6 separate regions of the Mus musculus genome follow, and all the other regions are linked to region 6. The links are chromatin contacts, called in public HiChIP or PLAC-seq, capture Hi-C and promoter capture Hi-C maps. All regions are on one chromosome and are shown on one strand. Each heading gives the region's core, a stretch centred on a gene start, on an enhancer-like site or on the middle of the called end of the contact. The rest is flanking DNA. Distances are from core to core; before and after follow the strand shown. Region 1 holds the start of B4galnt4 (beta-1,4-N-acetyl-galactosaminyl transferase 4). Region 2 holds the start of Pkp3 (plakophilin 3). Region 3 holds the start of Sigirr (single immunoglobulin and toll-interleukin 1 receptor (TIR) domain). Region 4 holds the start of Ap2a2 (adaptor-related protein complex 2, alpha 2 subunit). Region 5 holds the start of Ifitm6 (interferon induced transmembrane protein 6). Region 6 holds the start of Adam8 (a disintegrin and metallopeptidase domain 8).

Region 1 (2,994 bases), core at 330-2,829, 1.1 Mb before region 6:
CTTCATTCCTTCCTGGTTGGTCTCAGACAGAAACAAATTGCTCAGGAAGTCAGCTGAACCCACAAGGGCAGCTGGTGGGAGCTGGCTTTATTGGGTACTGGGTCAGCTCTGAGTCCAGACTTATCTCTTCGGGATAGAGCTGTGGCAGGATATCTTGAAGACGTCACAGCTAATAAGGTACATGGTTTGGGATGACCCATAGACTTTCTTGAGGGCTGGGATCTGTCTCAGATCCTTGGCCCAGGATCTGCTGGAAGATGTCTGGAAACAGTTGTCCAGGCATAAGAAGAGGCAGAGGGCCTCTGCAGGCAGGAGACAGGTGCAGGGCTGAAAAGGGAGTTCTGGATCCATCAGGTGGACTGGACCAGAACATAGTGAGCCAGTGTCACTGCTCTGAGACTTTGAGAGGAGAGATACTTGCTCCCCTCCTCAGCTCACCAGCTTCCCTCACAAAGATGGGGCTGAGCTCTACGTGGCTTGGTTAGGCTTCTCCAGGCTCATTCCCTGGTCTTTCTCTACCTAGCTGTCATTGATGTTCACCCTGCTCTGGAGAGTTTTCCCCCAAGGTGTGGGTCCAATGGCCACCAACTCCAGAGGTTCTCCCCGGATTCTTACCCACAGGCCTAAGTTGCTTTGTACATCCTCTGACCACTCTTAAACGTGCAAACTACAGCAAGCATTTACTCAAGTTAGCATTGGTCCCTAGCACACAGACATCTCAGTTCACTCACAGGTGTACCCAGGGTTTCCAGCTGCTCTGGCCACTCTAGGCAGCTGGATCCCTCAACACCACCCTTACCTCCCCACCTTCCAGAAGATGAGGAAACCGAGGCCCTGCTAAGTAGGCAATGGCCTGACAAGCCTCTTAGCTGAGGGCACCGGTTCCCCCAAGGGCCCACCGTTAACTCCATCACCACCGGATCTAAGCCAGATTCCAGGGTCGGAAAAGGTAGGGATGAGCCCCGAGGGTCCCTGGCGTTACTGCTGACGTCACTGGGCGTCCCGCCGAACAGAACCGCGACCCCTCCCCCAATATAGCTGAGCTGGGAGGAGCAGGACAGCAGGGGCTCTGGGCAGTCAGACCCCCAGGCCTTGGGAGGTCCGGGCCCTCTCGCTACGCGCCATCGCGTACCTCGCCCGTAGCCCAGCCGCTGGCGTAGCGCGCGGCCCGGGCGCACCAGGCTCCGGTGCACATACGTGAGCCACGCGGCGCAGGTGAGCAGCAGCAACAGCAGCAGCAGCTTCATCTGCTTGCGGACCTTCTTCACCGGGAACCACGGCATCGCGGCGCCACAATCAGGGGCGTCGCTGCGGCCCCCCGGCCCCGCCTGCCCCGCCCCACATCCCCCGGCCCACCCTGCTGCGCTTAGCGCCTGCAGCACCGCATGGTCCTTTGTCCGCTGCGGGGACTACGGGATTCGGCCACTACTCCCGGGCTGCTCAGGCCGCGGTCGGGGTGGGCGGCGGGAGCGGCTCCTTGAGGCGCTCCCCCGCCCGCCCCTCCCGGCTGCTCACGCTCCTCTGGACGCCGCGGGACCGAGCAGCATCCACGCTGCGGTGCTACCCAGCGTGAAACGGGACCGATGGTCGCGGTGCCCGAGCCAATCGGCCGCGGCCAGCCCGCGTACAACCAATCCGTGATGCTCGGAGGCGGGGTGGCGCGTTAGGGTGTGCCAATGATCCACACGACGCGCGCATTCACCTGGTGTTCGCCGGCCGCGCGCCCGGGGATGCGGGGGTTGTGGGGACCGAATCTGCGGTGAGGGACACCAGGGACGTCGGGGAGAGGGATGTAAGAGGTCGTTGTTACTGTGGAGGCCATGGCAGGGACGAGGGGTGCTGCGGGAATCCGGCTGCGTGTCTGGGAAAACGCTGGGAATAATGAGCACGCAGAGAAGGAGCTCAGCCTTCCTCTCAGTCGGACTAAAACGAGGCTGGGATGTTCTCGGCTAGCTGTAAGGAAGGACAGGTGGGTGGAGGGTGGTTCTATCCAGATAGCTTCAGTTGTGCACTCCATTCGCTTTCTAGCTGGTGCATCCCAGCCCTCCTGACTACCACCTCTCTCCCACCTTACCACCAGCCGCTTCTCTTTGAGGTTCCAGCCTAATGACCAGGGTACTTCAGTTGGTGTAGCAGAAGCTGCTGTGAGCCTGCAGAGCTCGTGGGTTAGGAATGGGGACTGGACATTTAAATAGTCTCCCTTCCTCCGTGATGCCATGGCCTTAAGTAGAAAGAAGCCATTGGAAGGAGATGGAATCTCTTAGAGACCTTCGCACCCTGGGTGGGTGTGCCCCAGTGGAGATGACTGGGCAACTTCCAGTGTCTGTTCTAAGGGGTGGCCTCCAGCTCAGTAGGCAAGGGAGCCTTCCCATACCACATGCACCACTGTGCTGTTTGCAAGGTGGCTTTGCTGGTTTTGTTTAGTTTGTGTTGTTTTGAGACAGTGTCTCACTGTGTAGCCTTAGTTGGCCTGGAGCTCTTAGACCGCTGCTTGCCTCTGCCTCCTGAGTGCTGGGATTCAAGGCATGTGTCACCACACCTGGCTTGCCTTTGTTTTTAACATTACCCCACCATCACTATGTATCCTTGGGACATAAAATCAAATTGGCCACATTTCTTTCTTTAAAAAAAAAACTTTTTAATTGTTTCTGTCGGGTTTTTTTGTTTTGTTTTGTTTTGTTTTAACTTTCTTCCAGGCATCAGCTGCTGTTCTCATCAGCTGGTTTCCTGTCCTGACTTTGTTTCTGATGCCTGCACTTGTTTATATCCTGAACATTGTCTCAGCACACACCAGCTTGTTGTAGCTACTTTTTCATCTTCCTAGTCATCCAGCTAAAAGACATCTTTACAACAGGAAGACTTGAGGGAGCAATAGAGAAGAACAAGAAGAAGAAAAGAGAGGGTCTCTGCTGTCTTATGTTTACTGGACAGAGGCAGAAAACAAATAATGTTTGTTGTTGTTCTGATTTGTTTTTGTTTTGTTTTGTTTTGGTT
Region 2 (3,119 bases), core at 21-2,520, 1.1 Mb before region 6:
TCCTCCTCCCCCTAATTGGCAGGGTAGCCAAGTGATAATTAACCCCTCCGTGTACCCTCCCCCACCCCATGACCCCTGGGCATCAACTTGGCTCCAGAAAGACTTAGGCTCAGATTTTAGGCAGCAATCCAGCTCCTGACCTGCCCTTCTGCCAGACAACCCTCTCCTTCTGGCCAGACATCATGGGACCACTGAGAACTGAGGGCTGGACCTCCGAACAGAGGTTCATTGTACTGGCTAAATTTAATTCCTGTTGTTGTAGCCTGGCAGGTATGGAAAGGATGTTTCTGGAGTGACTGCCTTGAGCCCAGCCTGTCTGAGTGACCCTCTAACACACACAAAGACACAGACACAGACACACACACACACACACACACACACACACACACTGCCCCTGAGGAGTACCCTTTGGGCTATTCTCATGAAGTGTATCTGGGTCACTCCTGGTAGGCCCAGTTCTGCAATTCCTCAGGGAGCCCCTGCTCCAGACAGACCTGGGCTCTATCCAGGATCACCCCTCTCTCACATGCTGTTACCATTTGGTCAGGAGGCACTCTGGCCTCTCTGAGACCTCAAGTATGCCTGTGTTCTGTGGTGCTGGGAGGGAATGTGTTTGGGGGTTTGCCGACAGGTGGGCCTGGCTGCTCACCTTGTGCCTCCAAGTCTTTCCAACTTAGGGAGTGGGTAGGCCCAGCCCCAGGACCCCTGTCCCGGCTGGGGAAGGAGAGATGCCCCACCCAGGCTACTCCCTATGCCTGCTGGGGCGGGGCAGTGACTCAGAACAGGCCTCTGTAAGGTGAGTCAAAGCCTGAACCCCGAGCTTGGACGGCTTCTGCCCCTGGCACCACCACTCCTGCCCTGGCCACCTCCACCGGCCACTGTCACCACTACCAACTTCATTACCCTCTGTCGCCTACCATACCCAAAGTTGGCCTACCTCTGGCGCTCTCCGCGGAGCCATCAAGCTCAGCAGACCCATTGTGCCGCGACTGCTGGCCCAGCTGCAGGAGGCGGGCTCGGACTTGCTCCTGGACTCTGGCAGCTCTAAGTCGATCAGCCTCCGGTCCCTCCGCACCCCGGCGATCCAGCTGTAGGTCCGAAGGCAGAGCCAGGGAGCAAACACCAGTCTCAGGCTGCAGGGCAGACAGCAGGAAGTTACCTTCCTGCATAGTGACAGGGGCGACTAGCCAGCCCACCTGTCCTGGGCCTCTCCCGGTCTTGTCCCTCGAGGCCCGGTTCCAGAGTCTCTTCCTGGCTGGCTCTCATAGACAGACGCCCGCCCGCCCGCCCAGCCCAGAGCTTGGCTGGGGGCGGGGACACCTGGGCCAGGTGGGAGGGAGGGGCCTCTGCCTGCTTAAGGTGGAATTTGGGCGGAAGAACTGGCCCTGCGTGTCCTCAAGTCGCCTGGCCTTCCCTTTCCTCCTGTCCCAGGGCCACAGGAACGTGGGTTCTACTTGCTCTCAGTCTTCCAAGTCCAGACCAAACCCCATGGGTGCCAGCGTTCTCAGTTTGAGAGTAGGGCAGGGAGCCTGTGGGAGCCTGTCACTACAAGCCATATGAGAAGGAATGTCCCAGCCTGGGGGGTTGGGAGCTCTAGAGTACCAAAGACCAAGCAGCTTCCAAGACAGCTGGACCCAGGCTTGTTGAGGTCCCAGCAGGGTTGGCATCCAGACACAGTTTCAGGTTTACAGAGTCCGGATAGAGGATAAAGAACTTGAGTGCTAGAGTTTTAGGGTCAAGAGCAGTACCATGATGGCCCTAAACCTGGGCCTGACAACTCAATAAGAGAGCCCAGTGAGGTAGACATATGTCCACCCCCTGACCTGCGAATCTGGAAACTCACCCCAGCCTCTACCTGTACAGAGGCTTCAGAAGGGCTGCTTGGCCCTCTCTGGCATCTCTCCCCAGCTTCTGCCCCCCAGGCCTGGGGTGGGAGGCCCCGTTCCCAACATCTGAGTCATGGCTGGCAGGCGGGGCTGCCCCAGGGGGTTGACTCAGAGGGGCCTAGGCTCATGTCAGCACCTGCCAGGCTGGGGGGCCAGGAGGTTTGGGGGGAGAGCTGGGCTAGAGAAAGCGGGGAGACTGGAAGTGAGGGGCACCAAAGCTTGTTCCTAGAAGGTCTCCCAAGCACCCCTGTCAGGTAGGCTAGCATGCTGTGAGTTAGGCCGGCCATCTAGGTAGATTGGGAAGGTTAAAAGACAAAACTAGGAAAGTTGGCGTATGGGAACAAGTTGCCTCACGTTCCCTGGGACTTCCCTTAAGTATTCCTGGGTCTCTATCCTAAGGGCTGTACTTTTCTAAAATCTAGTCCCTGGGCTCAGCCTGAGCTCTCTGTCCCACACCAGGCCCTTTAAGAGTCCTGGACTCTTAAAGACATTAACAGAGGGTGACTAGGCGCAGAGTCCTGGAAACGGAGAGTGCTCAGAGAATGACAGCATCCAGGACAGGATCAGGATGAGTAGGAAGGGCTAGAGGATGGGAGTCAGAGGTCAGAGGTCAGAGATTGCTGGGGAGAGAGCACCGAGGGTGAAGCCCCCTACCCCCAGGATAGAATCTGGCGGGGATCTACTGGTTGTGGCTGGAGGCAGGGGCTGGGCAACCTACCTTGCCGCTGGTCTGGCCCCCACTGGCTCCCTGGCTCATTCTGGAGGTCCCTGCTGTAGGACAATTCCTTCTGGGCTCCATCCGGGTCCGAGATCCTGCGGTGGGCTCCATCAGGGCCCAGCTTCTGTGGGCAACAGCCTCTGTTTGGAGATGGTACCGTGGGGGCACCCGAGGGTGGGGTGGGAACGTTGCACACCCATCTCATCAGACCGGTTGCTTCCCTGGGAGACGTGTTTCGTGTGGAAAAATCCTGGGAGACAAGTTTGTGCGGCGCCGTGCGGCCTGGAGGCACACGCCTGGTCTGAAGAGTCCCGCCCTGCATGCGCTAGGTCCACCCAGAGCCCTACAGCAGCCAGGCTTGGGAGTAGAGGGGGGCAAGGGTTCGAGGAGAGTGCAAAGTGGAGACCCATAATTACACAGGGCTGCCAGGGGCTCAGGTGTGGTCGTAGCCAGGTAAGGAGGCACCTGGTGGGCATGAGGACACCGCGTTCACGGTACCTGGATGGAAGGCCAGA
Region 3 (3,067 bases), core at 39-2,538, 1.1 Mb before region 6:
TACAGCTTGCCCCTATCCATAACAATGTGTATGTATGTGTTGAGGGAGGCTGTAAAATGGCCCATGTATATGTAGGATCCTGGATGGTCTACATATATGTTAATACATGAAGATCAAAGGAGGGCCTAGACTATATGTAGGTGTATATGGGCATCCTACGAAGCCCATGTGTATATGTTAACCACGGGAGACTTGTATATGTAGGGATCATTGAAATCCATGTATATTTAGGGTATTTATGAACGGCACAGATGTGCCTGTGGGGTTTGCTTCAACTTTCCTACGGTTCAGATTGGTACAGACCTGACTTGAGACTCTTGAATGACCCTAGTACCTATAGAACTGCAGGTTGCTCATAAAACCCCCATGCAGTAAAATTAGCCTAAATGCCATGGACCTCCTGGCTTCTGGGCCTCAGATCCTGCTCTGTGGCCTCCTGCTTTGTGGGAAGCCATGGACCTCCTGGCTTCTGGGCCTCAGATCCTGCTCTGTGGCCTCCTGCTTTGTGGGAAGCCTAGAGAGTAACTTCTGGATCCCCTCCCTCCCAGTTAACCTGGATCCGTACAGCGGCAAAACTTTTTACAAGCAAAATAAACCTGTGTGTATTGATTTCTGAGCCTCATGATGTAGATCCAGTTTCTAGAGATTATTTCTTCCCTGGGCTAGATTGAGATGGGATGAATTATGGCAGCCTGGGGCCACCTGGCTCTTCTTTGGTTTGCCTCATTGTCTTTGGTTTTTGTTTGGTTGGTTGGTTGGTTTTTCAAGACAGGGTTTCTCTCTATAGCCCTGGCTGTCCTGGAATTCACTTTGTAGACCAGGCTGGCCTCGAACTCAGAAATCCGCCTGCCTCTGCCTCCCGAGTGCTGGGATTAAAGGCATGCGTCACCACCGCCCGGCTTTGCCTCTTTGTCTAAGCGCGGGGCACCTTATGGAAGAAGGTTCTTCCAAATATCTGGGGTTTTGAGTGGCAAGAGAAGACACGGGGTCAGTTATGAGTGGGATGTGAATCAAGAAAGACTTTCTGGAGGAAAAGGAAGAGTTTGGGCTGGAGAGGCAAAACACCATGACAGTCAGCAGGGTGGCCCTTTGCGGGTTGCGCTGGTTGGGCTCCTTTGGTCAAACCAAACCCTGCCCCTAAGCCGGGAAGTTTGAAGATCCCGGGACGGAACTTCCTACACTCACCAGCACTAGCCTCAGGCTTAAAGCGGGACACTAGGTCCGCCCTAGCCCTGCCTGCGGGGCGGGGCTGCACCTGCCGCTGGGTCTGTCGCCGCTGCGCACCTCGGACAGGTAAACTGTCAGCTTCCGCGCGAGTCTCAGGTGGGTGGCAGTCGTGACTCAGACACGCGGAGGTGAGTAGAGGTCCTGGTTCCTGGAGCCGCTCCAGTTTTAGGGTTGAGGACCTGGGAGCACTTTGCTCCGAGGAGCCTTGGGGCCATGGTCCCGCAGGAAGTAGCTCTGAACCAGACGGGTTTCCCGCTCAGCCCGGAAGCTCGAGAGCACTGCGTCCAGTCCCCTTCTCTGGCCTTGCTCTTTTCATTCTGCCCAACATGGTCAATAGCTTCCTCTTGATTTAAGTGCAAGCCTGTAGAGGCGGGCGAGGGGTCGTAATACCTCGCCTTCGCTCCCAACAAACGTATCTCAAACCTAAGCAAGTCTAGGACACCTGAGCAGAGTGAGAGGCTGGCAGGGACCCGGGCTCGCGGGGACCCTAGCAGAGCCTTCGCCTCCTGTGAGCGCCAGCGTTCGGTGCGCGCCCAGACTAGCTGTCGGCGCGCTTCCGCTCTCCGTGCGCGTCCCCATCTTCTGCACGCGTGCCTGATAGGTCGGCTTGCCTCACCTGTTGAGTTCCGGGAAACAGGTCGTGCGCCACCCGCAGAAGACCAAGGGCAAGAAGTAGGAGCTGGATGAACTCGGGGAATTGGTCTCCTCGAGGCCTTTTATGCACACTCCTTTCTTTAAAGAAAGATATGTGGGGATCCAACACACACCAGAAACAGGGGCGGCGCAAGAGTAGCGCTGAGCAGCACCCAGGTGTCGAGATGCTGAGCAGCAAAAAACCGGATCCACAAGTGGGGAGCGGGCCTGGGGCTTCGAGCTCCGAAGCTCCAGAACACTCACTCATCTGATAGCACAGGATGCCCCTATAGCTCAAGGACTGTGCCTCCAGGACCTGGGCCTTCCAGGAACCTCAAAATACGGAGGCAATGCTGAGTGATCCGAGGGTCTAGGCTGGGATTTAAATTCTGAGGCCCTGGAGTGCCTTCAAAAGACTGCAGAGGCAAATATCTGAGGCCATCTGAGTTTTTATGCAAGAGTGGCCTGAGGCTGGGGTATGGGATAGAACAGTGGTTCTCAACCTTCCTTTAATACAGTTCTTGTTGTGGTGACTCCCAACCATAAAGTTATTTTTGTTGCTACTTCATAACTAATTTTGCTACTGTTATGAAGCTGCAACTCTTTAATCTTTAATACAATTCCCCATGTTGTGGTGACCCCCAACCATAAGGTTATTTTTTTTTCTTTTTTTTGGGGGGGGGGTTCGAGACAGGATTTCTCTGTGTATCCCTGGCTGTCCTGGAACTCACTTTGTAGACCAGGCTGGCCTTGAACTCAGAAATCCGCCTGCCTCTGCCTCCCAAGTGCTGGGATTAAAGGCTTGGGCCACCACAGCCAGGCTTCATAAGATTATTTTCATTGCTGCTTCATAACTGCAATTTTGCTACAAAATTTGATTTTGATACAAATTCATTGTTATGAATTTACAATTCATAACAGTAGTAAAGTTACAATACTGGGCTGGTGGGATGGCTCAGCAGGTTGCTCTTCTGAAGGTCCTGAGTTCAAATCCCAGCAGCCAAATGGTGGCTCACAACCATCTGTAATGAGATCTGATGCCCTCTTCTGGTGTGTCTGAAGGCAGCTACAGTGTACTTATGTATAATAATAAATAAATCTAAAAAAAAAATTACAATCCTGACCCCACGGATTGAGAACCTGCTGGGATAGAGGGTGGTAGATGTTAGCAGACAGGAAAGGAGAACAGTATTGACCCAAGATTCTG
Region 4 (2,997 bases), core at 332-2,831, 1.6 Mb before region 6:
AGAAACCCTGTCTTGAAAAAACCAAAAAGAAAAAGAAAAGAACAAAATGCTTCATGACTATGAATGTTATTGTCTAAAATTTTGGTAAGCCCTGATCCAAGGATGCCTGTATCTTTGCAGAGCAGGGAGGGACAGAAATCTACCTCTTCCAGAGTCCTACAGACCCAGGCAAGCTGGGGTCCTGCACACAGTCTTAGGGAATACAGTATAAATTTAAGTGTTAGTGTGACGACACACTGGGCAAAATTCCTCAGGAAGCATATTAATCTCTAAAGTAACAAAAATCATGGAGTCAGCTATTTGCTGGATACCAAGAAAAAAATAAACTGACAGGAAAATGGCTTTTCTTCTCATCAGTAAGGGGGTGTCTGATAACCCTCAGAAGTTTCTGTAAGCCAAAGTCCTGGGCACCCGCCCTGCCTGACCTTTAACCTTCCGACCCATTTCACTTTGAGCAGATTTTTTTTTTCCACCCAGGGGACACTGGCTACAGAACTGCTCAGCGGAGAAGCAGGCGCAGCTTCCAGCATCCACACCCGGCTGCTCCCGGTTCCCTGGGGGAATGAGTCACTTTAATCGCAGTGGGTGAGATCTAATCATCGCCCAACATGCCGCCTGAATCAGGTCCGAGAGACGTATAGTGTCCCTATCCCCGCCCAAAGAGAAATCCACGCTGTTTTGGAAAAGGCTGGGTTAAAGGCTCCATTACTAGAAAGACCAAGATGACATCATGCTGGGGAGGGGCGTCTAGGGCCGGAAACCCCTCGACTGTGCCACAAACCCCACAGACTCCCCACCGCGCCCCGCACTCCCATCGCTACACCTAGATCTCAAGACACCTAAGCCCCGCACCTCAGTCTGAACACCCACAGGCAATCTCCCAACTGTCCAAACCCATACATGCAATCACTCTACCAGGGGTCCGCACCCCAGATCTCTGCCTAACATCTCTGCTCCTACCCCAACCCCACTGCCAGATTTGCACCTCCAGGACCCTGCCCCACTCACCAGCACGAATCTTCACTCTACACCTCATCTTCGGGTCAGGACTTGGGACACCACCACCATCACCCCAGTCTGGTCCCCCCGCAGCAGGCTACCAACTCCCGCCAGATGTGCACCCAGGACGCGCGCTCTGCACCCTAAGCGCCCGCGCGGGACCCCCGCCCCACCGCGCGATCTGCACTCCACAGCCCTCCTTCTCAAGCCTGAGCGGACCCGCGCACCGGCCCACACCCCTCTCCCCGTTCCGGCCGAACCCCCCAGACCCCCGGCCGCACCTGCGGACCCCCGGCCGCGCCCCCGCTCAGGCCCGCCCGGCGTCTGGCACTCACAGTTGCGGATGTCGGAGATGAAGACCGCTAGGCCTCGCATCCCGTCCCCCTTGGATACGGCCGGCATCTTTGCGCCCCGGGAGCGGCCTCGGCGGCGGGCTAGAACAGCACGGGCGCGGCGGTCACGCCGAAGAGCCCTGGAGCGCGGAGCCGCCTAGCCACAGCCGCCTCGGGCCCCCGAGCGCCGCTCGCTGGGCTGCGCGCGCGAGCACGCACGACGCACGCGCTGGCGCGCACGCTGAGCCTCGCGCCCGGCGACGGGCGGTGCAAGAGAGCGTGCGCATTCTCGCGGTGCTGGGGGGCGGGGGGAGGACGAGGAGGATGGGGGCGTGGCGCGGGATAGAGCCGGATTGCTGCTTGGAGAACCGGAGCTGTGCGGAGCGCGCAGGCGCTACACCTCCTGGTATCACCGCCTGGTGAAGGATCCTTCCAATGTATACCGGAGTAGCCCCGATCTCGCTCTCACGGGTGAGCCCGGCTTTACCTAGACAGAGACACTGACACCAGTGCGGGATCAACCCAGTGTCACACAGGGGTGTAGGGGAGGAGCGGGCTGCACTAGCACCTACAGCAGTCAACCTTTGCCTGTGCAAACCGGCCCCAGAGCCCTGGCAGTTGGACTGACCTACCCCAGGCCACCGGCGTGGAACCGGAGTGAGAGGCGTTTACAAGCCTCTAAACTGGGACAAAAGGAAGCGCTACTCCAGGTTCCTACTTCCCTTACAAATGGGGAAACTGAGGCTTGAAGCTAGACTGACCACTCTTGCCGAGGTGACTGTTGTCTGGAGTACAACCTCTCAGCATTCATCCAGGCCCCTTTGCTTATTGCTTCTGCTCCCCTGTTCCCCTCTCTAGCGAGGTGGCCCCATTGGATCCTTCCTATGGACCCATTTTGCAGAAGAGCGGGATTGGCCCACCACTCCAGGAAGTGGAGATCATGGTGGCTCTTCCCTAGCTCTCTTCTGTGAAGAGGAAGCTTCACACCTAAGGTGGTTATCATGATCCAGACCCACTAGGCAGAACTCTCTGTCCCTTGCTTTTATACAGATGTGGTAGAGCCTAGTCCAGAGAATAAGAGGCACGACCCTCCTATAAATCAGGCAGTCCACCAAGGTCCCAGGACTGATGGAAGAAACTGAGAACATAATAAGCCAAATCTCTGGTGAGGCTGCTGAATTTGCCTGACTTTTTAAGAGGTGAAAGAGCCAGCACCAGAAAATAAACTTCCTCCAGCTTGTCTGCACCATCAAAAAGATGCTTCTGGGCCATATAAGGAGTGCTGGACAGGTGGCAATAGGAATCCCATTGCTTATGCCCAGACAGGAATGAGACTGCAGGAGATTCTCAGACTCCTCCATTGTACTGACTCTGAGAGTCACCACAGCCATCCTATAGTTAGTATTTTAAATAATTTCATTATAAATTATTTATTGAAAGGGGTGTGCAATGTGGAACTCAAAGGACACTTTGTGAGAGTCAATTTTTTTCCTTCCACCTTGTGAGTCCCAGGAAGCACCTTTACCCACTGAGCCATGTCTAAAAAATGGTTAATCTTGGTTGTCATATTGGATAGGATCTACTACACTCATCATGAAAACAAACATCTGGACACACCTGTCAGGAAGTTTCTAGATTAGTCTGATTGAGGCCCACCATAAATATA
Region 5 (3,382 bases), core at 279-2,778, 1.0 Mb before region 6:
CTGCCTTAACGGGAATGATATGTGGTAACTTGGAGTTATAAGCAAATAAACTCCTTTCTCTCTAAATTGTTTATTGTCGGGCTATTTGTCATAGCAGCAGAACTGGAACCAGAACACCAAGTCTTCGAAAGTCAGTCCATGCTTTATACTCCATGCGCCCGATGGGTACAACTTACCACATGCCAACACCCTTGGTCACACAATTACCTTAAGGAAGATCCAGCACAGCAGTTTTTTTTTTTTTTTTTTTAGATTTATTTTATTTCTATGACTACACTGTAGCTGTCTTCAGACACACCAGAAGAGGGCAAAGGATCCCATTACAAATGGTTGTGAGCCACCATGTGGTTGCTGGGAATTGAACTCAGGACCTCTGGAAGAGCAGTCAGTGCTCTTAATCACTGAGTCATCTCTCCAGCCCCAAGCACAGCAGCTTGAAGGAACCCAAAAGTCCAGGCTGCTAGGACAAGACATTCTATCCTTGGTGGCCTGGCCATGCTGAGATCTACTGGTCCTGGGGCTTCTGAGAACACAGTAAGAGCAGGTAGCCTAGCATCTGTGGTGTGAGGAGAGGGCCGGGGCCTGGGGGTGGGGACTGTTCCAGGAACATAATTTCTGTCATTCAGAGGAAACTGAAGAGCACATTCATAACTTGCTTTATCTCTTTCCGATCCTGTTTTGCCATCTTTCCGGCAGGGTGTACTGAGGCAAGAAAAAGAGATTGCAGTGTCAGAAAGGTCTCGGCCAACCAGGTGTTGCGAATTTCGTGGCCTCACTGGGTGTGGTCCAGACATATCCATCTTCCCCCAAACTCCAAGTCTTTTAGTAAAAGGATAAAGGTTGAGAAGGGAAAGTGGAATCACATGAATAAGTTAGTTAGCACTGCAAAGGCGCTGCCAAGTGTCTGAAATAAATAGTGCAGTCTCCCAGCCTGTGAGCAGAGCCCTGGCCTGAAAGGCACCGTACTGACCATCCATTGGTCCTGGCTCAACAGGGATGGCAGTGATTTGTAGCTTTCTCTGGCCCTGGTCTGAAGCAAGTCAGCCAGTAAGTGGACATGGGTTTCTGCAGAGAAGGCTCCTATCTTGAGGACTGACCTTCGGCACCCTGGAGATGGGATGGTAGAAGGCTTCAGGTTCCTGACTGGGGAAATAGCTGCTGTAGCTATTGGCCTGGGCTGGGGAGGTAGAGGACTAAGTCCTGAACTGGGATCTGGTATAGGAGGGTCTCCCGATTTTTGCCCTTCTTGAACCCTATCCTAGTGTGATTACCATTCAGTAATCTGTTTTCACTTCCCACTTCCCAGACAGTTCATTGGTTTACAAACAGGAACAGAAATTTTGGAGAAAGTAGAACTTTGAAGAGGCCACTGAGGAGGTGGTGGAGGCGGGGGCGGAGGTGGGGTGGGGAGGGTGTGTGGGGTATGAAGCAATCTTATGTAACCCCTCCCCATGCATGTGGATCTTACACCACAATGGTTCTATAAAAGTGCCTGTGACTCCACCACCCATATGAACTTCCTTGAAACAAGAGCTTCCTTGCTTCCTTTAAGCACAAAAACATGGTTAAGAGGGATCCTGACTCAGCTCCAGTGCCATCCACTGTGGTTTGCATCAACAGTGATGTTATCCAGCCGGATCACATTACCTGGTCTACATTTAACACAGTGTTCATGAATGGCTGCTGCCTGGGTTTCATTGCCTACATCTACTCGGTGAAGGTGAGTGTTGTAGAAGGTATGTATGTGGTTGTGGCTCCTCCTGCCCAGAGGACACCTGGGTCATGTACAGCTTTGTGTTTGTGTATGTGTGACACACCTTGGTGTCCTGAATGTACTTATGTGTTTGTATGTATAGACTGTGTAAGTAGCATATAGAATGTATATGTGGGTTGTATGTAGGAGACTCTCCTATGTAAGCAAAAGGAGAGAATGCCCAGGGATTCTGGGGTGAGACTGTCTCCACTCTAGTTTAGAGGGATTCATTCTGCTTACTGCTTAGTTTCTGGAATGCCCCTTCACCCTGCAGACTGGGGCACCAGGCTGGGTGCAAGTGAGACTTACAAAAAATGGTGCCCCATGGTGAGCTGAGCATACAGTTCTTGGGTCTGCTGAATGGTCTGAGTGTGTGAAAGGGAGAGGGGTCCCTGATATTAGGAAGGAGACTGCACTGAGCGGGAAGGACAATGGGGAAACTGAGGCAAAGCATCTGGCTCTTGATGACTTGCTCCAAGGCCACACTGATCTTTTCATCTCTTTCAGTCCAGGGACCGGAAGATGGTGGGCGACATGACTGGGGCCCAATCCCATGCTTCAACCGCCAAGATTCTGAACATCCTTGCTCTGGTCATCTCCCTCATCTTCTACATCATGCTTATCGTTTTATACAGCTTTAACTTACTAGGTAACCAAAGATAATAGAACCACTAGTTAGGTACTAACTAGTTAGTTAGCTAATTATTAATTAACTAAACTAGTACCGAATTTAGTATCTTTAGTACCTATTAGATACTAAGGGTGGGACTCCATGCACTGTCAAAGTCAATGGACTACTAAATTCTTCCATGCACTGTCTTCGTGAAGAAAGCATTCATGTGCTCTGCCCCTCAGAGTTGCCCCTTATCCTGGCCAGAGGCCCTAACCTGTCACTCTACCCTCCTGTAAATGTTTATCCTCATGCATATGTTCACAGTGGATTCAATAAAGTGCACGTGGTAGCGATTGTGGTGAGACTTCCTATCCCCTGACTGCTCCCTACTGAGCTTACTCAGAGTTTCCCTGGCTTTCTCCTTGTTGAAGAGGTAGGGGTGTGGATGGGGTGGGTGTGGATGGGTGTATAGTGCAGGGCATCCACAGATAAGTAGGATTCTGGCCTCAGGATGGAGACAGCAGCTGACAAGCATCCTGAATAGTGTTCTCTTTTACCTAGCAGTCCCAGGCAGGCAGTAACTAAGCATTGCTTACCTCCGGCTCCATGTCCCTAGAGTACAGGAAGGGTGCAGAGGCATGTACTAGTGAGTTTTCAGTCCAGGGATAGAGGACCAGCCCAGGGTCCTCCACTTTTAGGAGGAAGAAATCTTGACCCAGACACGCTGTGTTCAAGAACTCTATGGTGGCCTTCGGCTTGGATTCTGGCCCCTCCCTTCTCACACACATCTCACAGGCTTATTTCAGGTCAGGGATGGGCAGTGGGAAGTGACCATGGAATCTTTGATGCTAGGTGCCATGTTGATCCAGGGTATTATCTCTCTGTGAGTCCTCAGATCCTGAAGTGGGGAGGGTCAGGTCTGGAGGGGCCTTGGCACCCTTCATTAGTCTGTCCTCAAAATTCACCTGTGGGCATACATTTTTTGCAACCTACTTTTATTAAGGGTTCAACCTCTC
Region 6 (3,444 bases), core at 210-2,709:
CTATGGGCAGTTGGACTTACAAGACAATGGTTGCTACTGGCAACAGGTTTTGATTTTGCCTTTGATTTGACTAAGAACACATTTCCTTGAACTTTCGCTGTCACCTAACTTGCAGTGTAAGAGTATTTAAGATCCTGTGTATGTGGAAGTCAGCCTTACCCGAGAGCTCTGGCTGCTGCCTACCTATTACAGCCTCGCAGTGAACACTGTGCTGATGCCTCAGGCAGCGGGTTGCTGCTGAGATTCCTAAGCCATTGCTACATTTCTGACCTTATCCACAAGGGTAGAAGAGTGACAGTAGCATGTGTGCCCCAGCTTAAATTCTTAGGTACGATCTAAGACTCCAACCCAACCCTGTAGTTTCCCATTATGGTCGAGCTGTCAGGCTCTGTTGGTAGTTTGGGTGTCTCCCTTTCCTCTTGGGTTACTTATCCCTTGTGGGGTAGAACTGTAAAGTCTGTGAGGTCTGACCACAGCTGTGCCCACAAGGATGTATAGCGAACAGTGCCACAAATAATAAACAGGCGTGACTACATTCCCAAGTGCCCTGGGTTCCCACAGTAACAGACCCACCTGGAGAAGCTGGAAGCCAGGCCATGGTAGGGGTGCTGAGAGCTCTGGCTCTGAGTCAGCTCTACCCTGAGGACATGAAAGACAGAATCCAGGAAAGGAGCCTGGTGCCTCGGGACCCCCTAACAGGTTAGGTAGGACCTCAAAGGATCAGTCAGGGGGCTGGCGAGATGGCTCAGTGGTTAAGCACGCCGACTGCTCTTCCGAAGGTCCCAAGTTCAAATCCCAGCAACCACATGGTGGCTCACAACCATCTGTAATGAGATCTGATGCTGTCTTCTGGAGTGTCTGAAGACAGCAACAGTGTACTTACATATAATAAATAAATAAATCTTAAAAAAAAAAAAAAGGATCAGTCAGGTTCCTCCCTGCATATGCCTCTCCAGTGAGGCCTCAGAAGCCTCGTGGAGCCGGGCAGGAGCTTTGGGAATGTCAGCTCCCACAAGTTGGTCCTGGGCCCACACTGCCTTTCTTGCCCCTGTCTGCATCTTTCAAGTGCCCAGAAAGTCAAAGGGTCCCCTTCTGAAATTTCAGGCTCATAAGTCACTTCCCCTCCAAAAGTCATCTTCCTCCAGCTAGACTCCACCCAGTTAGCACTCCCAAAGCTCTGCCATGGGAGGCAATCCCACAATCTCCCCACCAGGACTGGGAGCTTGTAGAACTGCAGAGTTGCTCAAATTGGTCTGTTTACCATCTCCATCTCCCATGAATTTTGTCCAAAATCATGGGAGATCAATAGGAGCTACCTAGAAGTTACTTCGGAGGGGCCTCTGTAACTCCAGACTGCCCTGGAGGCTGGTTGCTGCCAACTGGGTGTTGGTATAGAGGTGTGTACTTCTTGCCCCGCCTTGCTCCGCCCCGCGGTCCAGTGATTGGCCAGTTCCGATCAGTGGGAAGGGCACTCAGAAAGAAGTACCAGGCCAGTGATGAAGAGAGTACTTTGTGGAACCTCTAGGGTTAGTGTGCTCCAGATCCCATCATGCTTGGCCTCTGGCTGCTCAGCGTCTTATGGACACCAGGTGAGTGATGACTACTTGATTTCAAGGAGCCTATTCATTGCTTGGTGGTGTGCCTAGTGGCCATGTACCATGATCAGCTCACCTTGCCTCCCTGGAGTTGGTCTGGTCCCTGGGTATGGAGAAAGTAGGTAGGAACAGAAAAAGTCAGAATTGAGATTTTTTTTTTTTTTCAAAAGTGAAATGTGAGAGAAATTGTTTCCTGGGATTTTTCTTTTTTCATTGAGCTAGTTACAGGAACAGTAGTGACATCACTAGGCGTGGCACTTACAGGACAGCTTCCCTTGCTGCTGTAGGAGTCCCAGGCAGCAAGGTTCACCTTTGGGATCCTGGGGGATGCATAACTCTAGCTAGGCGGGGACAGAAGCTAGAGGCACGATGGTCCCAGTTCTCTAGCAGCATGGGATCCTGCCTCCCACTGGGAGGCTTGGTTTTCCTGTCCTGGGAGGACCCTGGCTGGAGTGGTCTCTTCTCTTACCTCTCAACCCTGGGGTTAAGTGGCTGTGCCCCTTGCCTATGCAAGAGATCAGCAGGTGGTCTCTAAAACTGGACCTGCCTACAGATAGGTGCTCTCTAAACCAGTCCCCCATCAGTTGTTGAGCAGGAAGTTTTCCGGTGGGAGAGAAAAGCCTGAGGGAGGGTGTGTGTTCATCAGTTAGCTACGATCATGTAGCTAAGGTCAACTCTAGATGTCTGGCAGGCAGACCATAGGGCCTACATGTGTTCTGCCTGTGTAGGTTCAAACAGGCACTGGGGAAGGGTGGGGTGAGTGGATGAGGTTCTTCTGGGGGCACTGTGCCCAGGTGTGCTGGGCTCAGACAGCTTGACTCTGGTGTGATGGAGCTGGTGGTTTAGGCACAAAGCTCTTATCTGGGCCATGGGGTCAGATCCCATTGCTGGCACTGAGCCTTGTGGTGAATACCCAGATAAAAGAGCTAACTCTGGCTAGACACTGCTGGACCTCTGACCCCCCTTTCTCCTGAAGCAGTAGCCCCTGGACCTCCTTTGCCCCATGTGAAACAGTATGAAGTGGTTTGGCCTCGGCGCCTAGCTGCATCCCGCTCCCGCAGAGCCCTGCCCTCCCACTGGGTAAGTCTACCCATTAGCCTGGCCACACAACCTGTGTCTTTAAAAGGACCGGCAGTCTCTGGAGGCTGCCCTGCGCAGCTCCAGAACTTCAACCTGTCTGTGCTTCTGGGCATGGCGATGGTCCTCCTGTGTTTACCACTTCCTCCTGCCTTCTGCTGCCCCGCCCCCAGAAAACAGGGTCCTAGGGCCCCCAAGGTAGCACTAGAGCCCACTCACTTCCTTGCTCCTTTTGAGACCATTGGCCCAGCCTGGAGAGGCCTCTCACCCAGGAAAGGTACAGCAGTTTGTGCTGCCCTGGGCCACTCCCCAGTTTCAGTTGGCAGTGGTTTGTTAGATTAGCCAGCAGCTGCTCACCCTAAAGCTATGTGTATGCATCAAGAACCTCTCAGCTTGGGATTTCCTGGAACTGGGAACTGAGAACAGCCTCTAGACCTCCAGGAAGATTCCTGGCCCTGTCCTTGTTTGGATCTTCAGGAAACATCTCTGCCTGGGCTTTCCTCTTTCCTGGTGTATGCTGTCCCTAAGGCGAGCTGGTTGTACACATGGTGTAGGAGTAAAAGGTCACAGAGTATGGAGCACACACCTGCTCTGAATCTCTGGCTGGACACCTTAGCCAGCTGAGGAATTGTGGTGCTGAGGAGTCTGTGTACCTTGCCTACTCCCATGTTGCCCAGATTTAGTGGCTGCCACTCCTATCCTGTTTACTCTTATCATCCTCACCATCACCTTCACCTTCACCATCACCATCACCTTCACCGTCATCATCACC

The links. Promoter capture Hi-C pulls out the DNA fragments that hold promoters and counts their contacts. HiChIP or PLAC-seq counts read pairs in DNA pulled down with a chosen protein or histone mark. Capture Hi-C pulls out chosen DNA fragments and counts their contacts.
Region 1: a contact with region 6 is called in an H3K4me3 HiChIP or PLAC-seq map of embryonic forebrain, with 5 times the contacts expected there. The contact joins the promoter of B4galnt4 here to the promoter of Adam8 in region 6. A contact is called at or near these places in 3 of 115 datasets of contacts at active chromatin or transcription factors (bone marrow-derived macrophages, embryonic forebrain and embryonic hindbrain).
Region 2: a contact with region 6 is called in an H3K4me3 HiChIP or PLAC-seq map of bone marrow-derived macrophages, with 2.8 times the contacts expected there. The contact joins the promoter of Pkp3 here to the promoter of Adam8 in region 6. A contact is called at or near these places in 5 of 39 promoter capture datasets (the 3T3-L1 cell line, cranial neural crest, frontonasal cranial neural crest and 2 more) and 3 of 115 datasets of contacts at active chromatin or transcription factors (bone marrow-derived macrophages, embryonic forebrain and embryonic hindbrain).
Region 3: a promoter capture Hi-C map of hippocampal neurons shows a contact between it and region 6, with 5 times the contacts expected there. The contact joins the promoter of Sigirr here to the promoter of Adam8 in region 6. A contact is called at or near these places in 6 of 39 promoter capture datasets (cranial neural crest, frontonasal cranial neural crest, hippocampal neurons and 2 more) and 1 of 9 other capture datasets (adipose tissue).
Region 4: a contact with region 6 is called in a capture Hi-C map of embryonic stem cells, with 2.8 times the contacts expected there. The contact joins the promoter of Ap2a2 here to the promoter of Adam8 in region 6. A contact is called at or near these places in 1 of 39 promoter capture datasets (pre-B cells) and 1 of 9 other capture datasets (embryonic stem cells).
Region 5: a promoter capture Hi-C map of second pharyngeal arch cranial neural crest shows a contact between it and region 6. The contact joins the promoter of Ifitm6 here to the promoter of Adam8 in region 6. A contact is called at or near these places in 7 of 39 promoter capture datasets (the HPC-7 cell line, HPC-7-derived erythroid cells, cranial neural crest and 5 more), 2 of 484 Hi-C or Micro-C datasets (bone marrow-derived macrophages and embryonic stem cells) and 1 of 115 datasets of contacts at active chromatin or transcription factors (bone marrow-derived dendritic cells).

What each region holds. Positions count from the first base shown.
Region 1 is chr7:141,059,563-141,062,556 of GRCm38.p6, reverse strand. It overlaps B4galnt4 (beta-1,4-N-acetyl-galactosaminyl transferase 4), which reads right to left and starts at 1,579. Exons shown (of 20, transcript NM_177897.4): 1 at 1,133-1,579. The coding sequence starts at 1,283. Gm39114 (a long non-coding RNA gene) reads left to right here and starts at 1,518. Exons shown (of 2, transcript XR_881000.2): 1 at 1,518-1,759.
Region 2 is chr7:141,077,920-141,081,038 of GRCm38.p6, reverse strand. Pkp3 (plakophilin 3) reads right to left here and starts at 1,270. Exons shown (of 13, transcript NM_019762.2): 1 at 938-1,270. The coding sequence starts at 1,169.
Region 3 is chr7:141,098,767-141,101,833 of GRCm38.p6, reverse strand. Sigirr (single immunoglobulin and toll-interleukin 1 receptor (TIR) domain) reads left to right here and starts at 1,288. Exons shown (of 10, transcript NM_001355055.1): 1 at 1,288-1,355. It overlaps Ano9 (anoctamin 9), which reads left to right. Exons shown (of 24, transcript NM_178381.3): 24 at 1-615.
Region 4 is chr7:141,560,764-141,563,760 of GRCm38.p6, reverse strand. It overlaps Ap2a2 (adaptor-related protein complex 2, alpha 2 subunit), which reads right to left and starts at 1,581. Exons shown (of 22, transcript NM_007459.3): 1 at 1,335-1,581. The coding sequence starts at 1,401.
Region 5 is chr7:141,015,038-141,018,419 of GRCm38.p6, reverse strand. Ifitm6 (interferon induced transmembrane protein 6) reads left to right here and starts at 1,528. Exons shown (of 2, transcript NM_001033632.1): 1 at 1,528-1,720; 2 at 2,261-2,608. The coding sequence starts at 1,562. The coding sequence ends at 2,416.
Region 6 is chr7:139,990,577-139,994,020 of GRCm38.p6, reverse strand. Adam8 (a disintegrin and metallopeptidase domain 8) reads left to right here and starts at 1,459. Exons shown (of 24, transcript NM_001291066.2): 1 at 1,459-1,589; 2 at 2,575-2,675. The coding sequence starts at 1,550.